3 separate regions of the Mus musculus genome follow, and regions 1 and 2 are each linked to region 3. The links are chromatin contacts, called in public promoter capture Hi-C maps. All regions are on one chromosome and are shown on one strand. The core of a region is the stretch at or near the end of the contact, and the rest is flanking DNA. Distances in the headings are between cores, read along the strand shown. Region 1 holds the start of Ifnlr1 (interferon lambda receptor 1). Region 2 holds the start of Tcea3 (transcription elongation factor A (SII), 3). Region 3 holds the start of Hmgcl (3-hydroxy-3-methylglutaryl-Coenzyme A lyase).

Region 1 (3,378 bases), core at 261-2,760, 260 kb before region 3:
TTCATTTCAGAATAAGGGTCCTGGAGCCCCAGCAGAGAATCAGTTTGTGTTGAGAACTTGCAAAGTAGAGTCAGCCCAGAGAAAAGGCAAACATGTTTGGGGCACCAAATGTGACACAAAAATGGTTTTTATGCCCCTAATCTCATTTCTCGGCTCTCTTTGGTTCCCATTGGCTGAATTCTTCAGGGAGCTAAAATCTACCTGCTGTCTAGTATTGTCCCCTTCCGGAATTCCTTATCTAAATGGTACAGGACACAAACCTTTCCTTTTCTGATATGTGAGCTTACAGGCGGGCAGACTACCTGTAACTTTCAACCCTAGAACACACTGACAATACCTAGAGAAGCAGACACCAGCTGCTAGGCAGAGGAAAAAGGGGCCTAGAGCCCCTCCACCATCTCTGACGAGCCCTAAACACACCTTATACTGAAAATGGATCATAATGATTGATTTCTTACATAGCCAAGGTTAACCTTGAACTCCTGGTCCCCCAACCTCTATCAACCCAGGGCTGGGATTGCAGGTGTGTACCTTAAAAAGCTCATAATTTTAGGATGTGTTTTTGTGCTTCTCGAATGTAGTTTAAAAAATCCCAGACACCTCTTGTTGTGCTGGGCCTGAACAGAGCAGAGTTTAAAAAAAAAATCAAATCAAAATAACTCGAGTTAAAGTTGGGTCCCCAGACAGAAACTAAGCTGTCTATTGAATCCCCCAGGAGATCAAGAGAAACCTGAGCTAATGGCCTGCTTTCCAAAAGTCCAGCTTTTGTTCTTTTTCTATCTTGTATGTATTCTGCAACAATTCCATAGAGATATCAATGTACCTATGTGGTATCCACCCCAACTCCCCATTCGCACTCCGTGCAGGCAAAATGCAGAAGATGAAGTCCATAACCCTTAATCCTTACACACAAAAGGACACACACACACACACACACACACACACACACACACACACACACACGTTGTTGTCCTAGCCTTGTCCCGACTCTACCTATAAGGAGAGTAATTTAGAAAGATCCCGCTTCCCCTTCCGTGGTTTCGCAGGTTTCTGGTTTCGGCCCTTCTGTTTACAAAACCAGCGTTTCCCACTTGGCTAGTTAGAATGGTTTGTGTGGTGGAATGAAGTGTCCCCTGCTCCAGGATAGAAAACAAAGCCTGAAGCGATGTCCTTTCTGGTTAGTAGCGACACAGACCGCGTTGCAGCTTAGGACAGCCTCCTCCAAGCTTTTACCGCGATGTAGGCGGGGAGTAACAAGCCTGCCGGGAATTCCTGCAGAAACTCAGTAAGAAACTCGCAAGACAGGCTGGGTGCCATCCCCCGCTCCGCCTGCAAAACGGGAGTCTTGCCAGTCTCCTCGAACTCTACCCTAGGTGCTATTTACTCCTCAACGGAACCCCAGAACTGGATTTCTTGTCTGATTTTTAAAAAATGTTACTGAGAGCCCCGCCCCCACCCACGGCAGGCGACGCGGGGCAGCCCTAGGTGAATCCCCACCGGTGGCACCGCCGGAGGCTCCTCCTCCCTGGGCCGCCGCCCTTGTCACCTGCCGCCCAGGGGCCTTGCGGCGGGCGGCGGGGACCCCAGGGACCGAAATGTGGCGGGCCGACCGGTGGGCGCCCCTACTCCTGTTCCTGTTGCAGAGCGCCCTAGGTAAGTACGGACCGCGGGGACCGCGGGGACCGCGAAGATGTGCCACCCACCCGAGGTCCCGAGAGGGGACTTGGTGCTGGGCCTCAGGGATTCTGTACACTTGCCGCGGGTTTGCTTGGTCCCAGAGTGAAACAATCCTGAGCTTGGACGGCCTTTTCTGGACGAAAGGATCCCGGTTTCCTTATTCCAGGCAGGGCCGGGAGTTCCAGGCACAGACACCGGAAAGCGTTGACTGTATTTGTTGACCGAATCCCAGAGTGCATACCTGATTGACACTTTTAATAGGGGACATACAGGAGCTGCCGGGATCCAGCTCTGGTTGATCTGGTCCCTGCTAGGAGACTCTTTAACGGGGCATTTTCTCTCTTTGTCTTTCATCTGGTAAGACAGCGGGGCACAGAATACCCGAGGCCAGGACCCAAGCACCGAACCCCAATTTTCCACTCATCAACTTCCCCAGGGAGGAAGCCATGGGCATACTTCAGAGTCCTAGACGCAGTCAAAGGAGCAGGAAGGGTTCTTAGAGCCGATAAACAATCATAAACGTTCATATTATTTTTGGTTGCTTCTTTGTCCTGGCCACTGTGTTCTCCTTAAGGTTTTCAACCCAGCTGCTCTAAGTGGTAGACAGTCATCATTTTTAAGTGAGGGAAACTGAGGCTCAGAGCACTTCATAGGTTGCTTTAGAAGTACCCCAGAGGGGCACACACAGGGCAGAGGAATAAGGCTGAGCCCTAGGTTTGCCCATGACCAGTGCTGCCCCTGCCCTGAGCGAGCTCACAGCTCTGTAGCAGTGTTTTTGAGTTAACGAGGGTCTTGGGGGACACGGGATTATGTTCCATCCCTGACACAAACTGGTTTAGTTAACATTGATCTCTGAGCCGTGTCTCTTTGATGATGGCTGTGGGTAACACCTTGCCCCAAGGGGTAGTCTGTCCTGAGGACTGAATGACATTTTATACAGTGCTATACCAGTCCCTGGAACCCTTGAAGACTCTGTGAAGTGTGGCAACTCTGAACTGTGACTTTCCCCATGTGGCCAAGCTCAAACTTTGGGCCTGTCCTGCTCATGGATGGCTCACGGATGGCTTAAAACTAAGGGGCTTACATACAGAGTGGCCTCTTGCTAGACAAACTGGAAGCTGGGTTTAACTGCGGTGTCTCAATTATGCACCTTCAGGGCACAGGACAGGAGAGAAAAAGACACCCACATCTGGGGTCAAAAATGAGGGGGCAGCCCTGGCGTGAGCTTGAGCTGAGAGAATCATGTAGACTTGGGCTTACCTTGCCTGGTGCCTAAAAAAAAAAAAAAAAATGTATGGGTCTCCATGGTGACCCACGTGACTGAATTCTCCCTGTGACCATGAGCTCCCGTGGGGCAGAAGATGAAGCCATTTCCTTCTGTTCCCTGGTACACAGAGGAAGATAGGAAGCATGGGTTAAAGCTGGTCGGGTGTGGTTGTTCCTGCGTGTATTCCTAGTACCCAAGAGGCTGAGTTAAGAGATTACCGCACATTTGAGCTAGCCTAGACTAAGCTGTTTGTCTCTCCCATAGTCAAAAGGGGACTGGTGAGATGGCTCTGAAGGTAAGCGTTCCTGACATTCAATGGACAGAATCTACACGTTAGAAGGAAAGAACCAATGTTTGCAAAGTGAGCTTTTGCCTCCACATAGACACCATAGCGTGCATCACACACATGATAAATAAATGTAAAAGGTGATTAA
Region 2 (3,624 bases), core at 734-3,233, 300 kb after region 3:
AAGGTTGAGGATTTGAGTTCGAATCTGCAGGGCTTATGCCAAGAGCTAAGTACACAGTGTCCTCCCAGACTCCTGGCTCTGTGGAAGCAGACCCTGGAGGATCCCGGAAGCCTGCTGGGCAGCTCCAGGTTCAGTGAGAGACCCTGTCTCAAAACATAAGGAGGCTAGCAATTGAGACCACCACCAGTCTCTGGCTGCCTGCCTCCTGCCGAGTACACACACACACACACACACACACAAGCATAAAAGACGCTGGCACAGCTGCACACATCTGTAATTCCAGCATTCTGGGGACTGAGGCAGGGCCATAGTGAGTTAGCAAATACCTTTGCGCTGTCCCTTTGAGAGTAAAGAATGGGGTGTTTACCACCGATGGTGAAACCCCTCTGAGGGTATCAGTTCCCTGTCTGCCCCCCCCCCCCAAAGCTCACAGGGAAATAAGACAGTTGTGTGCATCTTTGTGTGCAGGTGACCTCTCTCTTGGACAGGTGGGCAGAAGGGATACAATGGGTACCAGCAAATGCTGGCTGTACCGAGGAGGCGGCCTCCCACTTCCTGAGATTGACTCTTCTATTTGCATAATAAAGTCTGACGCGTTTTCTTAGGGTCCTTCAAGCTTCTTTTGGCCAAGAGGCCTCCCAGAAGCTCCACTGAAGAAAAACCTGGCTTTGGCCACATGGTGTTAAGGCCCCGCCCTTCCGGACCCATCCCGGACCTCTCCACAACACTCCGCTATAGCCAAGGACTTTTCAGCTCCTCCCCCGGCCACCTCCTCACCTCCCCACCCCCTGCTGACATGTCAGTGATCCCCAAGCTTTGTTCTCTGAGTGCTCCAGGAGAGCCGTCTGGCTCAGGACGCTAGAAATACCTGGAACACAGTAGGAGCTCAGTAAATAGAATAACCGCTTGCGGCCTGACCGACTACACAGACCTCCCCCTCCCCCAAACTTCCATTCTGCCTTTTGAGGCAATAAATTTCACTTCTTGGGACGGGGATGAGGCCCCAGCTGGGCCTTACACTTGCCCTCTCTCCCTCCTCTCCCCACCCCAGCTGTGAGGAATACAGTCCTCTTTAATGGTTATTCTGCCCAGCCTGCCGCCCCTGAGATTTTTCTTGCTAGTTGACTGGATACCGTTTGTCGAATGAAAAAAAAAAAAAAACAAAAAACAAAAAACCTTGACCGTCATCACACTGCAGCAGTTGGGAGACAGGTGTCCACAACAGGCTCCAGACTTGTTTCTCTGAGGTTATCTCAGAAAGTTCCTTCACACACTGTGAGCCCTCTTCTGCCCCGCTTCAAATCAGAGACCCTCGCAGAAAGGTCATTTTCTGTCAGGAGGGGAACTAGGTCTTCAGCGAATTCTTGGAATTACCGCTCGCGAGCCGAGAGTGGGAGGCAGAGTTATTCCCTCCACCCCAAATTACTCTTCCAAGCCCACCCCCTGTGTACCGGAATCACCCAAAACTTAGTCTTTCGGAGCGTGGTCCCGATACCCCTTTGAGAGGTTGTTAGAAAAAATAAAGACTGGCCGGCAAAGGGCTCTGAGTATACCTCGCGAGTACGTGTACGGCACAGGCCTTGGGCGCACCAAGGAGCCTACCTAAGTTAGGGCAGAGCTGACGTCAAAATCTGCACCAAGATGCGATGAATTCACCAACTTTCCCAGCTTGGGCATAGCTCCCTCTGGGAGCGCAGTGATGCTGAGACCCGGCAGCTCTGTACTTCCCACTGCTATGCTGACACTCATCACCCCCGAACCCTCATGCTCGAATCTCCCTGGAGCCTGGGGCACCCCTAGGAGAGTTGGAAGAGAAGAGCCCCTTCTTCCAGATTGGTCCTCCCCTCCCACTTACACACCCCCTGAGGCACGACCCGCCAGGCTCAGGCAATCTTTGCCCGGGCAGTCCTTGAAGTCTATATTTAGTGCCCGCCACCCCTCCCCCCAGCGATGGGAGGGGCGCGCCCCGCCCCCTCCCGGCTCGAGTGTCCGGTGTGTTTGCGGCCCTTGCGGCTCGCGCCTTGGCGCCCGCTGCTGCCCTGCGCCCCTAACCCCGCCGTGCGTTGTGGACCAACATGGGCCTGGAAGAGGAGCTGTTGAGGATCGCCAAAAAGCTGGAGAAGATGGTGTCCCGGAAGAAGACGGTGAGGCTGCAGAGTTTGCAACGCAGCCCCCGGGCCACGGAGGCAAGACTCCCCCAGCTATGGGCTTGGTGGGCGTGCCGGCCCTGTGCCCGAAGGGAGCGCGCGGGTCAGGGGACACGGGACTGGGGAGGAGTTGCCCGGCAGGGGGTCCCCCGGCTACTTGCTGGCCACTTTAGGATGGGCATGTGCATGGCCAGGTCTGGAGGGGATCGTACAGAGTCCCCTAAGGCGCGCGACTGTTGCAAGTCACTGTGGACGGGTTGGGTGCGCTCCTGGGCAGCTTGCGCGGAGCAGAGAAAGAGCAAGGAGAGACACAAACCCAGGGGAGGACATTTAGGAGTCTGGGGGTTCGGGATGTGCGCTAGGCCCGGGGAGCTGCAGGCGCAGCGAGAACTGGAGGGGCACGTTTTGGGTGACTTCAAAAAGGATCGGAGAACTTCGGGCTGAGAAGGGGGCGCCGAGCCTCGTTTGCACACCCCAGGAGACCCGAGCGAAGGGCGGTGACTGAAGTGCCAGGAGTTCTGTTTGCAACTTTTTCCTTGGCCGCGGGATGGGGCCCTGGCGGGCGGAGGTGAACAGGTGCGGGGCGGGGGAAGGAAAAGATGGGGCCTGGGCTGGCCCAGAGGGGGAGGTGCACGAAGGAGAACTGTGGCGGGAGGTGGGGGTCCGCAGCCCTGGTCGCCCGAGGGTCCCTGAGCCCTCAGTCCGGGTAGCACCGAGCTGGATCCAAATGGAAAGTTAATGTTTGATCTACCTAGCGATCTTTGCCTCAGGCTGGAAGCTGGCGACTGTGCCAATTCTAGAGGGGCGTGGACTGAAAGGGAGAAGACCAGGGACCCTGTGAATGAGGCCCTCCATGCTGACTTGCCGCGGGGTCCTTTTCTTCTACATAGTTTCTAGCAACGAGTTGCACCAGGACCTGCATTGCCAGGACATTCCAGGAAAATTGGAAAACTCTGGGGCCCAAAGAGAGGTTTCAGACCCGGGATGAGTGACAGGCTGGAGCAGCCAAGGAGTGTTAGGCTTCCTGAAATTGTTACCTGGTAACAATGAGAGAGATGGTGGTGTTGGTAAAATGGTGAGAGGCTGAGGCTGCGGTTTCTTTGTCTGTAAGAGGATGGATTGCCTGGGGGAAGAACATGGGGGCGGGGAGGCAGTAGGGAGAGTTGAGAGTGAGTGAGATAGGACTGGAGGTGACGTTAAAAGATGCCTCCACCCGTCACCTGCCGAGCTTCGGCGGCACTTTCCTTTGGCTCCCAGCCCCGACTGCGAGACTGCGCTGCGCTAGGCTTCCCCCAATGTCGCCAGAAAAACCTAAACTCAAGTCACAGGACATTCTTCCAACTAAGAACCCCAAACTACATGGTATTTCGGGTAGACAGATTGTCTAAGCCTAACCCCCTTGCTCACCCCAGATTTGGGCCAGTAAAGGAAGCCTGGGCTTTGGGCTGAGAAGGATTTGGGAGTAGGAGGAGGCGCT
Region 3 (3,440 bases), core at 295-2,794:
ACAGGGCTGGTGAGATGGCTCAGCAAGTAAGAGTCTGAAGGTCCGGAGTTCAAATCCCAGCAACCACACAGTGACTCACAACCACCCGTAATGAGATCTGACGGCCTCTTCTGGGCAGGAGTGAGTGGGGTGGGCCGGAGAAAGCAGAGGTCCTAAATTCAATTCCCAACAACCACATGAAGGCTCACAACCATCTGTACAGCTACACTGTACTCATATACATAAAATAAGTAAATATTAAAAAAAAAACAAAGTAGAGGTGGAGACAGGTTTGTTTTTGCTTGATGGGAGCAGAAAGCCTTGTGGTTACAAAAGCAGGCCAGAGCAGGTTAGCAAAAATTCCTGTAAGTGCCTGAGGGTCAAGCTGACCTCAATGTCAGCCCAAGGTCAGGTCAGGATTTAGCAAAGATGTTTTTCTTGCTTCACTCTTATGGCCTCACAGGTGTTCTACATAGACTTACATGTAGGCAAAACAGCCATGCACATGAAGTAAATACACTAGTAATAATTTAAAACTTTGGTGGCCATCGTGGCACATATCTTTAACTCCAGCACTTAGTAGGCAGAAGTAGAGGCAGGCAGATCTCTGAGTTTAGGTCAGCCTGGTCTACATGGAGTATATGAGTACACTATAGCTGTACATATGGTTGTGAGCCTTCATGTGGTTGTTGGAAATTTAATTTTAGGACATCTGCTCGCTCTAGTCGGCCACCACTCACTCAGGCCCAAAGATTTATTTAATAAGTACATGGTCGCTGTCTTCAGACATACCAGAAGAGGGCCAGATCTCACTACAGGTGGTTGTGAGCCACCATTTGAACTCGGGACCTTCGGGAAAGCAGTCAGTGCTCTTACCCGCTGAGCCATCTCACCAGCTCCACAGTGAACCTTTATATTCTACTTTGTGACCTTAACCTTTGGGGCGGGATCTGCGCCATTCTGCATGATGCACACGCATGTTTAGTCATTTGAAGACTTCCCCACTGAGGCTGAGGACGGGAAGACAAGAAGGAAGTAAGACAGTGTATACACAGGGACACAATGATTTCCTAATGGCTAGCTTCAGGGTTTCACAAGTCACCCGAGCACCAGTAGTAGCCCCTAGAAGCCCACAGTTATAGCAGTCCTTCGCTAACCTAGGCCTTCTTGCCTTCCCTGTTCCTTTAAGACTAAAGGAGCCATCGGCTTGGCCCACCAGCTTCCCAGTCATCTTCAACCCCAACACGCCCTGGGAACACAACGCCTTTCAGAAGGCAGATAAATGGCCCTGGATTGGAACCGGGCGTGATTTAAGACGTGGGGGAAGCAGGTGGAGGTGAAAAAAATCTCGGGATCTACACATGGGCTGTCAAATGTCATGGCTCTTCATGGGACACGTGTTCAGAAAATCATGGAGTGGGCATGATTGGAGGGTAGAGCTACTTAGAGGGGAGTAGGAAAAGAAAACAGACAGGCTGAGGGGAGGAACCAAACTGGGAGCCTCACAAGAGGAGCGATGCACCGCCTCCGGCCCTAACCACGCCCACAGAGGGATCGGCGGTCACGTGGTGCCCAGTGGGTTGGCCTCCGGAGTGAAGATGGCGTCAGTGAGGAAGGCTTTCCCGCGGAGGCTGGTGGGCTTGACGTCCCTCCGGGCTGTAAGTGCTCCCCAGGCGGGTGACAGTCATGGGATCGGGCGGGCCTCCTCAGCTGCTGTGACAGGCGGAGGAGCGGGACCGCTCGAGGGACTGTTGCCGGGAGGATTTGAGAGTTCCGGACCCAGCCGGTCTGGCTCAGATCCATTGCAAGAAACGGGGAAACTGAGGCGGCGGGAAGAGAATCGACCCGCTGTGACTGTGGAGACCGGGGACACCATCCTGGGCGTCCTACCTCCCTTACGGTGACCCTGACTCCTTCCCCTATTTGAGCTTCGGATCTCTCCGGCCCTTCATTAGTGGAAAACAGTGTTCAGTGTGGGAAACACAAGCATCCCTGTCTGCCGCCTTACTCGGCCCTTGTTGCTTTTATGGACGCCTGGGGAGAACTTGGATCGCGTGGGCCGGACAGGGATTCCCTCAGAACTGTCCTTTGGGCATGTTTGGTCCTGGCATTCTGACCACGCGCAGTTATTTGAAGGAAGGGGGGGGGGGCAAAAAGAGCTGTGCTGGCTAAACCGCAAACTGGTGTCCGGGTGATCTGCCACTTTCTAGGCTGAGTGACAGAGGTGTGTACTCAGCTTGCTTATACGTAAAATGCAGAGTCTCAGGATGATTTAGTGAGTGACCAGTCAGTCGGTGGTGGTGCTTTGTGAGAGTTGGACTTAGGAGCGATCAGCGCCAGCGTCACTGCTACACCCTCAGCTCTGTGATGGCGCTGTTACGATTTTATGTTGGGGAGTTTAGGCATTGTATTAGCACTTGGAAAAACTACTTTCCTTGCAGCTCGTGGGTGCCTCTCAGAAAGCCCAGAAAGCCACTTCTGGCCGGGCATGGTGGCTCACGCCTTTAATCCCAGCACTCGGGAGGCAGAGGCAGGCGGATTTCTGAGTTCGAGGGGAGCCTGGTCTACAAAGCGAGTTCCAGGACAGCCAGGACTACACAGAGAAACCCTGTGTCGAAAGAAACAAAAACAAAAAAAAAACAAAAAAAAAAAAAAACAAAAACAAAAAAAATGGGAAAGAAAAAGAAAGCCACTTCTGCATCTTTAGTCTACCCACTTCCAATGATTGCTCAGGGATCAAATGAAAAGGCAAATATCAACGTGAAAAGTTAAGGAAATAAACCCGAGGGGGAGAGGGGGAGAGAATGAGAATTAAGTAACATGGTGGGTCATAATATCTATCTATCTATCTATCTATCTATCTAAGACAAAGTTTCTTTCTATATAACTTTGGTATTCACTACATAGACCAGGCTAGCTTCAAACTCAGAGCCTGCTATGACTCTGGGCTTACAGGCATGGACCACCATGCCCAGCTAGGGATAATTTTTACAAACTAGTGTGAGGAAATGATCCCTCATGAGTCTTATGGCACAAGATGGCACTTTTATTTCATTTGGTTTGGTTTGGTTGTTCCGTTTTTGGTTTGGTTTGGTTTTTAAAGGCAGGCTTACTCATCCTTGGCTGTCTGGACTCAATTAGTAGACCAGGCTGGCTTTGAACTCACAGAGATCTACTTGCCTCTGCCTCCCAAGTCCTGGGATTATTAAAGGGATTAAAGGCATGCACCACCAGGTGAGCTATCTGACTTGGGTCTGAGAACCCTACTCAGATCTTCTGTGGAGCCATCTCTTCGACCCTGGGCTTTTTAAAAATTTCTCACATATCTCAGGCTGACCTCAAGTTTGCTGTGTAGCAACTTGAAAGCAGCCATGAGCTTCTGATTCCCCCTGCTTCCATCTCCCAAGCGCTGGGCCTCAGGCCTCGGGCCGCGAGCCACCACACCTGGCTGGGTTGTTGTG

What was found. Capture Hi-C pulls out chosen DNA fragments and counts their contacts.
Region 1: a contact with region 3 is called in a promoter capture Hi-C map of adipose tissue. The contact joins the promoter of Ifnlr1 here to the promoter of Hmgcl in region 3. A contact is called at or near these places in 5 of 484 Hi-C or Micro-C datasets (the HL-1 cell line, Th1 cells, large pre-B cells and 2 more), 5 of 115 datasets of contacts at active chromatin or transcription factors (embryonic stem cells and pancreatic cancer cells) and 3 of 9 other capture datasets (adipose tissue, embryonic stem cells and pancreatic islet).
Region 2: a promoter capture Hi-C map of liver shows a contact between it and region 3. The contact joins the promoter of Tcea3 here to the promoter of Hmgcl in region 3. A contact is called at or near these places in 1 of 39 promoter capture datasets (pre-B cells) and 3 of 9 other capture datasets (adipose tissue, liver and pancreatic islet).

The regions. Positions count from the first base shown.
Region 1 is chr4:135,684,947-135,688,324 of GRCm38.p6, forward strand. Ifnlr1 (interferon lambda receptor 1) reads left to right here and starts at 1,511. Exons shown (of 7, transcript NM_174851.3): 1 at 1,511-1,653. The coding sequence starts at 1,596.
Region 2 is chr4:136,245,974-136,249,597 of GRCm38.p6, forward strand. Tcea3 (transcription elongation factor A (SII), 3) reads left to right here and starts at 1,984. Exons shown (of 11, transcript NM_011542.2): 1 at 1,984-2,144. The coding sequence starts at 2,076. It overlaps Asap3 (ArfGAP with SH3 domain, ankyrin repeat and PH domain 3), which reads left to right. Exons shown (of 25, transcript NM_001008232.2): 25 at 1-600.
Region 3 is chr4:135,944,904-135,948,343 of GRCm38.p6, forward strand. Hmgcl (3-hydroxy-3-methylglutaryl-Coenzyme A lyase) reads left to right here and starts at 1,545. Exons shown (of 9, transcript NM_008254.3): 1 at 1,545-1,637. The coding sequence starts at 1,578.